Regions from separate parts of the Rattus norvegicus genome. Here region 2 is linked to region 1. A link is a contact called in public Hi-C data. All regions are on one chromosome and are shown on one strand. Each heading gives the region's core, a stretch centred on a gene start, on an enhancer-like site or on the middle of the called end of the contact. The rest is flanking DNA. Distances are from core to core; before and after follow the strand shown. Region 1 overlaps Kif13b (kinesin family member 13B). Region 2 overlaps Ints9 (integrator complex subunit 9).

Evidence for each region. Hi-C and Micro-C count contacts between places; a contact is called where the count stands out from the background.
Region 2: a contact with region 1 is called in a Hi-C map of the A7r5 cell line, with 4 times the contacts expected there. The contact joins two enhancer-like sites. A contact is called at or near these places in 8 of 12 Hi-C or Micro-C datasets (the A7r5 cell line, the Rat2 cell line, Schwann cells and 5 more).

What each region holds. Positions count from the first base shown.
Region 1 is chr15:43,200,814-43,204,233 of GRCr8, reverse strand. It overlaps Kif13b (kinesin family member 13B), which reads right to left. Exons shown (of 40, transcript NM_001412036.1): 29 at 3,153-3,208; 30 at 975-1,096. Among named protein-coding and RNA genes, the nearest start is that of Kif13b, 120 kb to the right of the region's middle. Within about 2 kb of position 1,608, at least 21 of the 93 cell types and tissues checked have an H3K27ac peak or open chromatin away from gene starts, as enhancers often do.
Region 2 is chr15:43,416,602-43,420,021 of GRCr8, reverse strand. All of the region lies in intron 6 of Ints9 (integrator complex subunit 9), which reads right to left. Among named protein-coding and RNA genes, the nearest start is that of Ints9, 42 kb to the right of the region's middle. Within about 2 kb of position 1,896, at least 24 of the 93 cell types and tissues checked have an H3K27ac peak or open chromatin away from gene starts, as enhancers often do.

The sequences.
Region 1 (3,420 bases), core at 359-2,858:
GAAATAAAGCCCCAGGATTATGCTCCCTCACACAGATTCAACCATGAGATCATGAGTCTGCATCAATGCCTTCATTGATTCTTTTTTTTTTTTTTTAAATTTTTTTTTTTTTGGTTCCTTTTTTTTTTCGGAGCTGGGGACCGAACCCAGGGCCTTGCGCTTCCTAGGTAAGCGCTCTACCACTGAGCTAAATCCCCAGCCCCTTCATTGATTCTTTTGCTTTTATAAAACAGATTTATTTTATTTATATGAGCACATTGTCGCTGTCTTCAGACACACCAGAAGAGGGCATTGGATCCCACTACAAATGGTTATGAGCCACCATGTGGTTGCTGGGAATTGAACTCAGGACCTCTGAGAAGAGAAGTCAGTTCCATCTCTCCAGCCCCCCTTTTTTTTACCCTGAGACAAGACTTCACTATGTAGCTCATGCTGGTTTGAATTCAGGATCTGCGTGCCCCAATCTCCCAAACACCAGCACTATAGATGTGTACCACTGGGTCTTTCTTTTTCTCCTCTTAAACAACTCTTAGGTCAGGCATGGTGTTCCATACCTTTAACCCTGGCACTTGGGAGGCAAAGGTAGTAGATCTCTGTGAGTCTGAGGCCAGTCTGCTCTGCCTAGCCAGTTCTAAGCCAGCCAGAGCTACAAAGTGAGGCCCTGTAATAAAAAGTTCTTATGAAGGAACTGCGGAGCAAATACCAAAGTCAGTGTCCTTCCAGCCTGGAGCTCCATGTACTTCAGAGCAATCAACAGCCACCTCTCTTCCAGTCAGGGTTGGAAACAGAGCACAGTCACAGAACAACAACATGGGTTCTCACCAAAGAAGGGGGAAGGTAGAAGGACTGGGTGTGAGGTCAAGCTTCCCTCTAAGTACTCAGAGTTTTCCCTTCTCTTGCTGACACCTAAGCTCCCGGCAGGGCAGGGCTAGGCTGGAGCTCCTCACCTGCTCTCCAGGGCTGCGCAGCCTTACCTCTCCATCGTGATGCTTCACAATCTGCAACTCAAAGAACTCTTCCTCCTCTTCCCCAGTCAGGGTAGCATCCCATCCGGCCTCTGGGTCATCAAGGTTATCCTGAGAGCTGAAATCATCCGCTGAAAGCAGAGCTGTCACTTAACACCAGGCTGTTTTCAAGGACACCCCTCCTCCCGCCCCCGCTGGCAGAACCAACGCGCTTATTATTAAAATTCTTCTGCTTCAAACTTCACTTGCTTTCTGCCCCACAGTCTCGCATGACACTGATAATAACCATTTAATAGTTCACAGATCCAAAAGCCAGAAAGTGCTTCAAGAAATTACTCAAGCTGCTCCCCATGTGTCATATTTTACATGGAAGGCAAATGAAGCCAAGATACCTAGGAGGTTATATGAGGTCTGCTCATAAATGGTAATGATGGGATCCCAGCCCAATCTCCCCGCCCTTCAGTGCACTTAAGAAACAAGAAGAAGTGACAGCAATTCCTCACAGTTAAGCCTAACCAGAGTGCAGGCTGGCTAATGGACCTGGCAACTGCACAGGGCCCTGTGGTCACTCGTCCGGGGCCTGGCTTCCCAGTGCCCCATCCGCCTAAGGCTTGTGTGTGCCTACAAAGCAAAGCAGGTTGGCTTGTGTAGACCACTCACGTGGAGTGCTGAACAATGTTCTGTCTCTTCAGATGCCCAGGCTAATGTGGTATATCTACACAATGGACTTTTATTCAGCCATAAAGAAGAATGACTTTTTGTCATTTCCAAGAAAATGAATGCCTCAAGAGATCATTGTGTTAAGTTAAACAAGGCAAACACAATAAGACATATATCTCTTCCCCATAACGGGTATAAAAGTAAAAGGGAAACCCCATGGGGGTGAGGGAATAGGAATTGTCTGATGGGAGGGAGGAAGAGGAAGAGAAGATGGTAGTGAAGGAGAAATACACAAATGCTACATTTTCTCTCCTTTGCAAATCTAGATCTGTCTATCCATCTGCCTACATGGCATGAATGCAGAATGACTTGGCTGAAGAAAGGGACCCAGGAAAAGTGTACAGTAGAGACAGGAAACTAAGGTGAGAGTGTGCACAGAAGGAAAGCATAATGTATGTACATATGAAAATGTCTTAAGAGCCAGGACTTCCTATGCTTACAGAAACATCTTAACTGAGGAGGAAAACAAATGCACAACTAAGAAATCTTCCTGAACTTCTACGCTCCCCAATCCCTTGAAGGCCTGCCTTTTAGCTGTCCAGGAAGCCCAGCACGAAAGCGGGCCAGAGAGACTCAGCCACCAAAGCTCAAAAGCACAAGGTAGACAGTGTCCTGTGACAGCTCTGGAACAACTCTCACCTCACAGGATGGACAGCTGGTGTGGGCCCCCCATGTCTCTCTCTAACCTGTGCACCTGTGTGCGCTCTGGGGCACCAAATGCTGGGCCCCTCAGGCATCCTAACACACTTCCAGTCGGTGAAAGGAACCGCTGAGGATGCCCAGGCATCCTTCTCTATGTAGGGAAGTTTTTGTGTTAATGCACATTTCTGCAGGTGTTTCATGGAGCTTAACTGCTGACTTCTTATTTTTAACTCCCTACCCTACCTCTGCATTTTCTATCTTCCCTCCTATAGGCAGACACTGGTGGAATGGGAGTGCAGGGGTTGGGGAAAACAATAGTTATATAAAAAGAAAAATCAGCAAGTAAGGTTAAGTTTATAGGAACTCACAAAAAAAGCTGAGAAAGTCATTAAATAATGCTAAGTTGTTGGTCCTTTCCAGATAGACGTTTTCTTTGGAGCAGTGAAGTTGAACATATATTCAGTGTGGAAAAATACCCTATATTGGTAGGGAAATAAAGTACTCTCAGGGAAGCAGGGTTGCCACGTGGAGATATGAGCATCACAGCCACGGCTGCTGTGCTGGGCTCTAGCTCAGTGACAGCACACTTGACTAGCATGTGTGAGGCCCTAGGGACCTGAACAGAGATGAACAGAAGTGAGAGAAAGGTGGAGGCTGCACAGCACAGCAAGATCGATACTGAGACTGACAGTCCTCGTCTAGCATCCGCATTCCACACAGAGCACTGAGCCTAAGTGCAACCCGAAACGTGATTGGCCAGAAGCATAAAGCATCACCTGTCACTGCTTTCTCAAGGGAAGTGTCTGGAAGCTACCTCTAACTTACCATTTAAGTCAAGAAATACAACAGGAATGTGGGCCTCCATCCCAGGCACTGGGGTCCTAAAACATGAAGGACAGGTTATGTACGGTATTGAGACACAGGAGTCTGTCAGGATCACGTGTGCCCTCTGGGGACAATGGCTGGGCACTGATGTACCTCTAAGATGGTGTGATGAGGTTCGTGATTGGCTACAGGAACCCTCCAGCGCTGGGCCATGGGAGCTCACTCTTATAGACTCACTCCCCAGTTCGGCAGCAGCCTGTCTAACGAG
Region 2 (3,420 bases), core at 647-3,146, 220 kb before region 1:
TGCCCTTAAACTTTTCCTCTGCCTCTGCTCCCTATTTCCCAGCTGTGAGACTTCACAGGTGCACACCGCCATACCTAGAAATGCCTTATCATGACTTATGATTAATTACGATGAAGGATTCTACTCTTATAAAACATTTATATTAAAAATACCAGACACCAAAGCACTTTCTTTTGTGGAATATTTTGCTTTAAAATTTCTCATTAAAAAAAAAAATCTAAATTTTAAGGTGAAACTGAGAAAATTCTATTACATGGGTTTTCCTTCCCTTCAAAACTGCATCTTTTTTTTTTCTGGAAGAGTAAACTGTAGTGTCAAAATTAAGACGGATGGTTAATGTCTTCTACATAAATTTTAGGGACATGTCAACTAAGGCAAGAAGTCACACAACTGTCAAAAGCAAGAGTAATAGGATTTTTGAATATACATCCTAATAATAAATCAAATGCTAATTCAAACCAACTTCAAATGATTTAAGAGAATTTGTCAGATGTTTTTTTGACCAATGAGCTTGAAAATGTTTAATTTATTGTTTTCTTTACTTGATGGCCTTCTTACTAACTCAAGCTACTTAGATGCATTAATTTCAGGCACTCGACCAAGATCTATTTTGAGAATCTCTATGTAGTTTGAAGTAAATCTTCAAGTCTCAAATCTGACTCCCAGTGATTTGCTTGAATCACACGGGGCATTATTTTAATGTGTAAGCCAGCACTTAAAAATAACTTTGAAAAATCACTTATAAAACAGTCAGATTTGAACTTATTAAAAAAAAAAAAAAGCAAAACAAACCTGAAAGAAAAAAGGGTAGATTTGGCAGTTCACACCCTCAACAGCGAGACGCTCGGCGTGCTCCAGCTGCTTCAGTACGGGACTGTGACAGCACCCCAGGTGTCCGCAGAACTCCTTCAGCTGACCAAATGACGCACTCCTACAACCTGGCCCAATTAAATAAGGAACTTAAAAAAAAAAATTCTACTTCTTTTACTAAAAAGTCTAAGGGCATCCCCACCCTCCTGTGTGCACACACAGATGTGCTCGCCATGTGTGGGAGGGTAGAGCCACAGATTGATGCCAGATGTCCTCTATCTCACTGAACCTGGAGCTTACTGTTTAGGCAGGATTTGCAGGCCCCCAGCCCCTGGGATCTGCCTGTCCCTGCCTCCCTCTCCTGCAGCACGGGGTCATGGATAGACACTGGGTGCCTGGCTTTATGGAAGATGCTGAAGTGAGAAACCATGTTTGAAGGACATGTGCTTTCCTTAAGGAATCATCACCAGCTCAAAGAGTGCTTCCATCTCAATGCCAGTTCTAAAATTTGTGCTGAGTTTATTCAGGATAGAAAAAAGACAGCCCTGGGGCTTTTGCTTTATCACTCTGCATAATTAGACTGTCCCCTTTGCCATCAATAGCTAAGGTCCGTCATGTGTCTCGAAGTCAAAATGAAAGCCCTGGTCAGGGCCTGAGTGCACACTGGTTGTCTTCAGCAGCGTACATATCAGATCTCTGCACCTCTTCCAAGGTACCTTTCCCTTTCTACCCTTTACCCACCAGTGGTGAGATGAGACACTGGTGGCTCTGTTTTAGCTAACACTTCCTCCTACAGAGATTTGCTGAGCATCTCATGAATAATGCCCAGGCACCTGACCTAAGGCTCTCTTCTTTCAAGCTCCATTCACTCTCTTCCTAATACATACTAACATGACTCTGGGAGCCAGTTATGTTGTTATGTTTTAAAAAGAATGGGTAGCAAGGGGGAAAATGCCTCTTTTTGTGCTGAAGGTCACAGAAGAGGCAAATTAAGACTCAGAACTTCCTAAGACTTGGCCCAGGACTTGGGAAATCAGGAACACTGACCTTTGAATACCACTTCTGATGTGCCAAAACTATTTGCAGCTCAGTACATCAGAACATAAACAAACAAGAGGAAATGAGTAAAGGAGGTCAAGGCACACGTGGTCTACTACAGGGAAAGAAGAAACAGCCCTAAGACTTCTTTAAGGGGGGAGGTTGTCAGGATCTGAGGTCCCATGTGGTCCAGCGTGCTCAAGGTACTGTAAGGGCTGAGAAAAAGGCAGATGAGACTGTAAATGCCACATAAAGAGGGCAGGGGACCATGTACCACTGTTTGGGAGTGGCCAGATCAAGGAAGCCATTCAAACAGAGACAGGACAGCCTGGCTATGGCACTCCCAGATGTTTTAGAGACATCTGCACACCATCCTACCAACCAGAGACACCCAGAAGATCCATGCAAGATAGGAGAAAAGGGGACAGAACACCTACTTCCCTCTCTACCACACAAGGGGGACTGCAGGACATGCCCTCAAAGACTGACTGACTGAGGGTTTGAATGTGGACTCTGTAGCCTGAGTCACCTAAGAAGTCAGAACCTCTTACAGCTAGCAGATAACCCTGGGGGAAGTTACCCACCCTCTGTGTGGCACGTCTCTCCTGTAAACTCAGTAACACCACCACACATGTCATCAAAGTGCTAGTTCCTTCTGCAGAAACACATTTAGAATGATGTCTGGCAGAAAAAGTAATTCCTAGGTTAAATAAGCAGTGAGTACAAGGAACACATAGAGGAGACAGGTGCCTAAACTCTGGAACACAAAAATGGGATAGCTCACCTACACACACAGGAAGACTGGCAAAATGTAAGACGCTGACATTCAGAAGCCTGGATGACTGCTATCATCATCATCATCATCATCATCATCATCATCATCATCATCATCATCATCATCATCATTCTCTGGGGACAAGGTAGTGAAGGGCGGGACAACTGGACAAAGGGGTGGGATCAGGAATTCTCAGGAAGTCTAAAGCAGTTTGACCCCTAGGCTCTCCATGATAAGAGCAGAAGATGGGGTTGGAGGTGAAGGCAGCCACTGCTGGGTTAGACACATGCCAGGTCAAGGTTGACTGGTGGCCTCCACTGCCAGGGGAGGTCAGAGTGCATGGGTGTGGAATCAAGCCACCTACATGCTCCCTCCGTGTACATATGTTTTACCTGACCTCCCGCAATCTAGTCTCTACCTATACTCTGGGGATGGCCACTGATCTTCCAATGTCCACTTCCAAGGGCCACATCTCCATTTTTACTGGCTAGTTTTCTTTAGTTTCTTTTCTTGCACTTGGGTTCTAGCACTTGTAGAACTTGCATATGCAGTCTAGGCTGACATAGCTTTCAGTCTTCCTGTCTCCCATTCCAGAGTGCTGGGATTACAGGGACTTGTCACCACCTATGAGCCTGTGCTTTTGGAACCTTCCTATGTCCCTGGCTTCCACACTTTCCTCTTTTCTACTTTGCGACTCCCTTAATACTTACCAATCCCTTTAAATCCCAACTCAGAAGCTTCTCTGGAGCTGCAGTCTTCTTCATGCTCACTGCTTCCACCCTAGTTTAGACCTTTGT